Linked DNA regions of Sus scrofa: region 2 is linked to region 1. Evidence: chromatin contacts called from public HiChIP or PLAC-seq data. All regions are on one chromosome and are shown on one strand. Each heading gives the region's core, a stretch centred on a gene start, on an enhancer-like site or on the middle of the called end of the contact. The rest is flanking DNA. Distances are from core to core; before and after follow the strand shown. Region 1 has its middle 32 kb from the start of GTDC1. Region 2 overlaps GTDC1 (glycosyltransferase-like domain-containing protein 1).

Region 1 (4,354 bases), core at 1,219-3,718:
TTGATTTGGTTCAGAGAATATTCTGATGTTCCAGTTTTCCTTTGATTCAACAGTTCTAGAAAATACACAGGTTTATTTCCAGTTCACATCTGCTCATTAAATCATTTTAAATGATTTTAGTTAACAGATCTGGATATTAATTTATTAATAGCTCTTATTAATTTGTAGTTATAAATTTATTAACTGTTGTATGCACATTAACACTGTACAGTATGATTATCTACTCACTATCCAGTTCAAGATCCTACACAAAAGGATATTTTCCTAAAAAACTCTAGGTACAGTAGCCTTTCTGCAAATAGAAATATAATTTAAATACTCTAGGGAGGAGCAAAATTTCAAAAATCCCCCAAAGAAAAATCACAGTCCTTATATTAAACTTTTTAGGTAAACTATTTTAGGTTAAGCAGATATTTCTCTTTATAGCATTTCCCTTAGTGTCAGAAAGTTCAATACTAAAAGGTGTTAACTATATTAAGTCCCATAAATAGACAGGATCTCTAAAGTTTGATGACCAAAGCCAATTATCATACATCATTATGGGATGGTAATACATTATACATTCCCCAAGTAAAGATCAAATTTACTTCATCCACCCCTACTTCCACCCAAAAAAATCAGTTATTTAATCATGAAGTCCTTGGAATCATAGTAGGGCTTGATGCCATATTGGTGTCACACTCAGCCAGTTATCCAAAGAATATGCCAGCCTTCTTTTTCAACTTCTTTGTCTACTAGTGCATCACTGGACCCAGCAGGCAGTTCACCCAGACAGTCTATTTCAGTAACGGATTTTGGCTCTCTGTGCACAACAGATGAAAATCTTTACGAAGTATCCAGTCTGTCTTTTAGCTGAGAGATCTGAACCTGCTGCAGATGTCACATCTAAATTCTTGAACGGGTTTTTATCATCAGTGTCACCTATAAAACAAGAAGTGTCACCAACAGCATTGTCCTAAGAAACATCTATTTCATTAATGCTAATAAAATTTCTGCATCATAACTAATTGCCATTTATTTGCCTAAAAACAAAAGCAAACTAGAGCCTACGGTCCAAAATTCAGCCCACAGCCTGTTCTTGCATAGCCACAATCTAAAGACAGATTTTATATTTATTAATAGCTGAAAAAAAGTTTCTTTAAAAGACTAACAAGAGTTCCTGCTTTGGAATAGTGGGTTAGGAACCAGTGTTGTCTCTGCAGCAGCTCAGGTCACTGTGGAGGCACAGATTCAATCCCTGGTCCAGCACAGTGGGTTAAAAATCTGGCATTCACTCATCTGTGGCATAGGTTGAGTTGTGGCTTGAATTTGATCCCTGGCCTGGGAACTTCCGTATGTCATGGGTGCAGCCAAAAATAATAAAATAAAATAAAAAGAGTAATATTTTATGACAAGTGAAAATTATATGAAATTCAATTTTCAGTCTCCATAAAGTTTCATTGAAACATAACTGCTCATTCATTTATGTATTTTTCTATGGCTGTTTTCACACTACAATGACAGACTTAAGTAGGTGCAACAGAGACCATGCCACCCATAAAGGTTAAAATATTTACTATCTGGTGCTTTTTTTTTTTTTTTTTTTTTTTTTTTTTTGCTGCAACTGTGACATTTGGAAGTTCCCGGGCCAGATATCAAACCCGCATTACATTTGCAGCCTGCGCCACAGCTGCAGCAATGTTGGATCCCTAACCCACTGTACCACATAGGAACTTCCTTTAAAAATTGTTTAAAAAAAAAAAGTTTGCTCACCCTTGGCTTAGAGAGTATTTAGTGGTTAGGTTATATGATGCCAAGTGTCTGCTACATGAAGAACGTGGGTGTGACGACCTAGTTGTTCCCCTGCCATACTTTCATCAGTTGGTTTAACAAATATTTCTCAGGCAGGTGTGTCACTTCAGTGTAGACAGCTAACTATAGTCACTTTGCTTTCCACTTTAGCTCAGCCTTGCCTCAATCCAAAGGGTCAACAATGCTCTTGAGAAGGAAGAAAACAAGCTCAACCTCAAGTTAAATTCTAGTTCTCCAAAGCTGGTCTTCTCTGAGTCCCCAAGTTCTTCTGGTTCTGGATTTCTGCTTTATATCCACCATTCTCCATAACAGGCTTCCTGTGGGACACCTCTCTTAAAAGTCTATATTTCCTATTAGAGACCCTAGGGCAGCAGGATGAGTCACAGCACTCCTTGACTGAACTGTGCCAGCTGATTATCAGTTCTATGCCTGCCCTAACAATCACTCTACAACATGAATCTGTTTGGGGTCCCTGTGAATAGCTTGCATGTTCCACCACTCTCCTGGCTTCCACTACTCTTTCTGATCATAAATACCTCTGAAGTTCATCAACTGCCTTTTACATTAAAACCTTTGGCCTATAAATCCATAAGTTCAACCTCTGCAATTGCCTTCTATTTCTTGAGCTCAGTTCATGCAATAACCAAACAGAGGAGCACAACACAACAAAACTCTATAAATGGATTTCCCAACCTAGGACTAACCACTTCTTATTTTTTAGCAACTGCTGTAAAAGGGAATATATCACCCCCAAGCAGCATCCAAAACATCCCTTCTCCTTTTTCCCTCCACCATAACTGCTTCATCTGAGACTGTTGCCCCTTCTACCCACTTAGGTTATCCTAGGTGCCTAGGATACTGCACCTCCAGAACATTGCTTCACAATGTCTCTCTTGCTTCTAGTCAAGCTTTAACATTCATTTCTATTGTAAGCGGGAAAAGGGGGTTTCTTGCCACTGTTGCACTGCAATGGGGTAATATATCTGGCTAGACTTCTAAGAGTATAATTCAGAATATAATTCCCCACAGAAAGCTGTTAATAGTCCACAACAAGGCTATTCCTATACTATTAATGGCACTATAGAACCCATCTGTAATTCATATTATATTGTTGCAAAAATGACTAATTCACAAACTCACTCATAAGTTGTGGATTTTCTAGAAAATAGCTATGAAATGTCAGGAAGACTTTACAGTAGACAGATTAGCGTAGTATAAAGACTTCAGAGAAAATAGCAGTTTATTTTCAGCAAAATGAACTTCACTACAACCCTGAAGTAGCTTGCTATGGTGAACAGGTCTTAAAACTGCATGAATAGCTCACAACCAAAAGAGTGGTATCAATAATGAATACACTGACTGGAATGACCACTGACCACAATCTCAATTCTTCAAGGCAACCATATAAGTAGGTAGCGTCAATCTTAAATAAAAATGAAAATCTTTATAAAAACACCTTTGCCTGCATGGGAAATGACGGAGAACTCCTGTGACATACCCTTACAACCAGGAAAAGAAACTAAAGAGATGTTGTCCATATTCCAAAGAAATAGTCAAAAGATTAAAACTTGAGAACTTTATTCATCTTAAAGAAACAGTTCTCAAACTTCCTAGTATCAGGACTCCTTTGTGTTCTTAAAATTGAGGACTCTCAAGAGTTTTTGTCAATATGAGTTATAATTATCAATATTAACCACATTAGGAATTAATGAGAAAATTTTAAATATTGATTCACTTTATATTTTCATGACATTTAATACAGTAAATAATTTATGAAAAATTATTTCTTACACAAAAAAGCTTAGTGATAAAAATGATACCGTTCATAACTTTTGCAAATTTCGTTCATGTCTAACTTAACAGAAGACAGCTAGATTCTCTTATCTGCTTCTACACACAGCCCACTGTGATACACTGTTTTGACTGAACTATATTTTTAAAAAATAGCCCCAGACAAATATGTAGTGAGAAAAAAGGAAGTACACATTAATACTAATAACATATTCAGATAACTATGAATGTTCTTCTTTGTTACTACACCAAAACTTGACAAGTAGGAGTTCACAGGTTAGCTGTGATAACAAATCTAAAATCACAGAAGCTTTTGGTATTATTACTTGCTTTTTATTTTTTTGTTGTTGTTTTTTTTGGTTTTTTGGTTTTGTTTGTTTTCACACCTTATATCTTTATTTGGAATCTCATTTGTTCTTGATTTAAATATGTTGTGCCTTTAACAGTCAGTATTTAGGTGGCTAAAATAAATTATCAGTATAATCTGTATGTTACTTGCTTTTATAAGAATCTTTTACCATAATTTTGCAACATTGATCACTTAGAAAATATTGGTTCATTGAGTTATGTAAATATTCTAAACTTTAACATAATTAATTAATTGATACCATAGCAAAAACTCACATTCATTCATATCGCCACTCATCCCATCAGATAAATATTTAAGTACTGGGAAGCTGACAAGAGCACAGCAGTTGATACAAGTTTTCCAAAATTTTAATTTTCACTTGAAAGCTCAAATTTTATCATCAGCAACAAATATTGTCGGTTG
Region 2 (4,171 bases), core at 1,053-3,552, 210 kb before region 1:
GACCTAGAGTCTAATTTTTAGGTACATTAACAGGACATTACATTTTAAATACTTCACATTATTGGAATGTTTTAAAAGAATCCCACTTTTACTCTGTTGGCAAAATCAATTTAGACTTAAAGTCATGCTGCAATTGTGCATCATTCTTTCTCAATTAAAATTTTCCGTACATCCTTTATGATGTCATTCTTACACTCCTGTAACAGATGCTTGTTTATATACCAATTTACCTAACTGCTGCTGTACTGGTATTACACTATTGTAGATGTAACCTCTCTGTCTACTTTACATTCCCAGATCTCCTCTCAATAAATGTGTATTTTCAAAATAATTTGCCTCTTTAACAGCCATCTCTAATTACCAAACAATCCTTTCTACTGAAAAAAGCAAAAACAAAATGTCTCTATATTTTTAGAGTGTACAATTAAATACGCATTTCTGGGAAGAAGGATATTCTTAAAATTTTACAAAAGTGGTGGTTCCATGAATAAGTTCATACACAACTTTAAAATATATTTTAGAAGGTACAGTTCTAAAGCCAAATTATTAATTCGGCCCTCTGAGAAGCTAGCGAGAAATCTCACAGACTAGTTGTATACCATAGCTGTTTATTTATGGGAGCACGAGCAATACATAATATCAGGCCCATTTTTAAAGCAACTCTGTAACAATATTAATCAAGCCATATGTATAATCTATCAGCATTGTTATCGTGTTTCAGAATAGAACATCTTATCATAATTATATATATATCATTATATATAAAAATTATAACCATCATATCATAATTATATATATTATATTGTTGTGTAATTATATATATATTTATATATATATAGTTATCATGTTTCAGAATAGAACCAGGTTTCAGAATAGAACCATCAAAGCCTCCAATGGATTGAAATTTAGCTCATTGAACTAAAGAGATCTACCCATTTGGAAAAAAAGAATATGAAAATATATATGAATATATATATATTTCAGATCTGTGGGTGAACACAGACTGAAAAACTACTTTTTGCACATTACCAGTACTTAATTTGAGTTAAGTGATGCTGTGATTCTGTTAAAGGAAGCTTATCATCTTAAAAACATTTATCTCTGAATATATATGTGTGAAATTCTGGCACTGAAACTTTCATAAGGATCTTGAAGGAAAATTGTCACACTGGATCAAACACCAAGCGGTAGCACCTCTTTTTCAAAAATCATTTTAAGTTACCACTAAAAAATATTTTTGTCCCACATGTAAACAAATTTCTTCTAATTTTACAGCCTCATATTTATCAGGGGGTTGCCTGTCATTAGCAAATTTTGCACCATCAAGTTACTGAAGTTACAAAATATGCCACTTTAAAGGAAAAAGTATCTTTACCGCATAACGTTCAACTGATTACCCTTGCCATTTATGTTGAACACTTGGTTAGCCCCCTTCTCTGATATAAGTCAGGCTTTTTAAAAGCAGCAGGGGGAAGTTTCATTTCTTCTCACTTCTTCCCTCCCACAGAAGGGCACTAGAAGGAAAGCTGTGAGTTTTCTACAACAAGAAGTCCTAAGACTCAAGGTAAGGCAAGAAAGATAAAACCGAGATGAATACATCACTACGTATTTGTAACCATACCTCTGGTTCCCATTACAAACCATCGTTTTAGTTGTAAAAAACATTTTTTTTATTCCAAACGCAATAGTTTGCATCTATTAACCCTGAGATCCTGCTGTGTAGCACTGAGAACTATGTCTAGTCACTTATGATGGAGCATGAGAATGGGAGAAAAAAGAATGTATACATGTATGTGTAATTGGGTCACCACGCTGTACAGTAGAAAAAAAATTGTATTGGGGAAATAACAATTAAAAATTTTTTTTAAAAATCCATTTTTAAACTTTACTATTTCAACTACCAAAGAGCAAAATCTAAAAATATAAGCAAGGAAGCAAAACTTTTCCCAATACACAGTGCTGTTGTAATTGCCTATCTATGGATTTTTGTGAAAGAGGAAAAGTTATTTGACTTGAAGAATATCCAAAAAGTCCAAAGAAGTTCTGAAAAAGGCAGCATCTTGCTTTACTACAGAAGCAGTGGTTGGGACATCAGAACGCTGGGGACATCAGATAGTAAGTAGCACTGGAGGAAATCTTCAGGGGGAGAGGACAGAAGAGCATGGGGCGTTCCTACATAGCAAGGAAGCACGCAGGCCTCCCCCTCCTTCCCCACATACTAAAACAGGAAGGAGAGGGCAAGAAGGCAGAGGAGGAAGAGAAAGGGAAGTGGGGTGAGTAGGAAAGGGGAAAGGAAGGGAGAGCAGAGCTGTGGAGAGCATAGCTGAGAAGAGGGAAAAGAAAGCTCCTTACTGGAGTCTGAGCTTGTCACACAGATCCATACCCTCACCAAACAATCTGTCTGAAAGCAGCCTGGGCTGCTGTGGAACTTTAGTCCTGACTGGGGACTCAGGGGTGCAGAGAAAGCCTGTCACTATTCGTGTATGGGTATCAGGTTAATGTACTTTAAGGGTTCTTCGAAGGCAGATTTTTAAAACACAACAAAAAGCCTCTTTGGCTACTATCATATTTCTTTACGGAAGGAGACTTACTGAAAGAAAAAGAGAGAAAGAAAAAGGAAAAAAAAAAGAGCAGACATATAAGAGAGCTCAGTATTGATGTGGGTGCATTTTAAGAATGCTAAAGGAACATAAACAGCTAGGTAATCTGGCCCAAGTGCAACATTTGACTACCAAAATCTGATGTCATGTAAAGAAAGATGGTAAATCAAAAACAATACTAACACTGCCATTGAATAAATCAGTAAATATTTGCCCTAAAGAATTTTATTACAAAATAAAATACTTGGGTGGGGTGTACTGCTTTGTCAAGTACAAATGGGAAGATGTGTAATTCCACTTGTGCCCTTCCTCTGCCTCTACAATGTTCTTAGTTACAAGGTGCTAGGAAACAGATGTACAAGAAAGACGTACAAGAAAGTATGATTATAGATCTATATACCATATGCCTAGAAGTGATTTTATATAAGCCCATCTCATATTATTGATGAAGAAAGAAACTGAGGCTCAGATAAACTGACATGCCCAGGACACTGCACAGGAAGTGGCAGAGTTGGGAACCAAGCCCATGTTTTCTGGCTCCCATTCACAAGCTCTGTAGATTTTTACCACCCAGCCTTCAGCTGCAAAACATTTTCATCTGAATCTTATGTGGTATTCTTCATCCCTGAAGGGTTGTCATTAGTTAAAAGGAATTAAGGAGTTCCCAGGTGGTGCCGCAGGTTAAGGATTCAGCACTGTCACTGCTGTGCCTCAGGCCACTGCTATAGTGAGGGTTCCATCCCTGTCCCTGGAATTTCCACATGCCATGGGTGCAGCCAGAAGATTAAAGGAAAAAAAAGGATTATATCACACACACACGCTACGAAAACACTCATATTCCTTAGACTGGAGATAGCTAAATTTACCTTTCGTTTTTACAGATTTTCGAAGCATGGATTATCACAGAAACCAGGAGTCCTAACTTGCCCTCTCTAAAGGGGCCAGTGGTTGCCTTACAAAGGAGGCACTAGATAGAAACAAGTGCAGAATATTGCCTAAGGCTTGGGTTTACAAACTAAATTACAAGAATGGCAATACCTGTCCCCATATACCCAACAAAGAATGTGGTTTAGAAACATGAACTGGAAGTCCTCAGCCAGAAAAGGACACACAGTTTCCAAATGCATCTCTTAGAGTACTTTTCACTGGTGTCTTGAGCTACAATGCAAGAAATCCAACTATCCTGAGGAAACCATGCAAGAGAAGCCTTCTGGACAACAGACTCAACTGAGTCCAGACTTCCACCATTGTGGCTGAGGGACCAGCTATGTGAGGGGAGCCTCCTGGACCCTCAAGACCTGCTGTTCACCAGCTGAGGACCACTGAGGCAACACAATCAATGCCAGAAAGAGCAAAAGGGTCATTCAGACAAATCCTGCTCAAAGTCCTGACTCACAGAATCCCTGAGGTCTAATAAAAAAGTTATTGAAAGACATTAAGTTTGGGGGTAGCTTGTTATGCAGCAGTATATAACCAGAACTGGGCTTTATTTCTCTCAACTGTAAAATTCGGGAAGCGTTACCGAGTATTGTTGTGAGGATTAAATGAGATGGCGTGCAGTGTCCATGTGA

The links. HiChIP or PLAC-seq counts read pairs in DNA pulled down with a chosen protein or histone mark.
Region 2: an H3K27ac HiChIP or PLAC-seq map of alveolar macrophages shows a contact between it and region 1. The contact joins two enhancer-like sites. A contact is called at or near these places in 1 of 5 promoter capture datasets (liver), 1 of 47 Hi-C or Micro-C datasets (embryonic fibroblasts) and 1 of 2 datasets of contacts at active chromatin or transcription factors (alveolar macrophages).

What each region holds. Positions count from the first base shown.
Region 1 is chr15:7,694,910-7,699,263 of Sscrofa11.1, reverse strand. It overlaps a transcript of GTDC1 not described here. Among named protein-coding and RNA genes, the nearest start is that of GTDC1, 32 kb to the left of the region's middle. Within about 2 kb of position 2,468, at least 3 of the 83 cell types and tissues checked have an H3K27ac peak or open chromatin away from gene starts, as enhancers often do. A contact at or near this core is called in alveolar macrophages, where this site is marked.
Region 2 is chr15:7,908,327-7,912,497 of Sscrofa11.1, reverse strand. All of the region lies in intron 7 of GTDC1 (glycosyltransferase-like domain-containing protein 1), which reads right to left. Among named protein-coding and RNA genes, the nearest start is that of GTDC1, 180 kb to the right of the region's middle. Within about 2 kb of position 2,302, at least 4 of the 83 cell types and tissues checked have an H3K27ac peak or open chromatin away from gene starts, as enhancers often do. A contact at or near this core is called in alveolar macrophages, where this site is marked.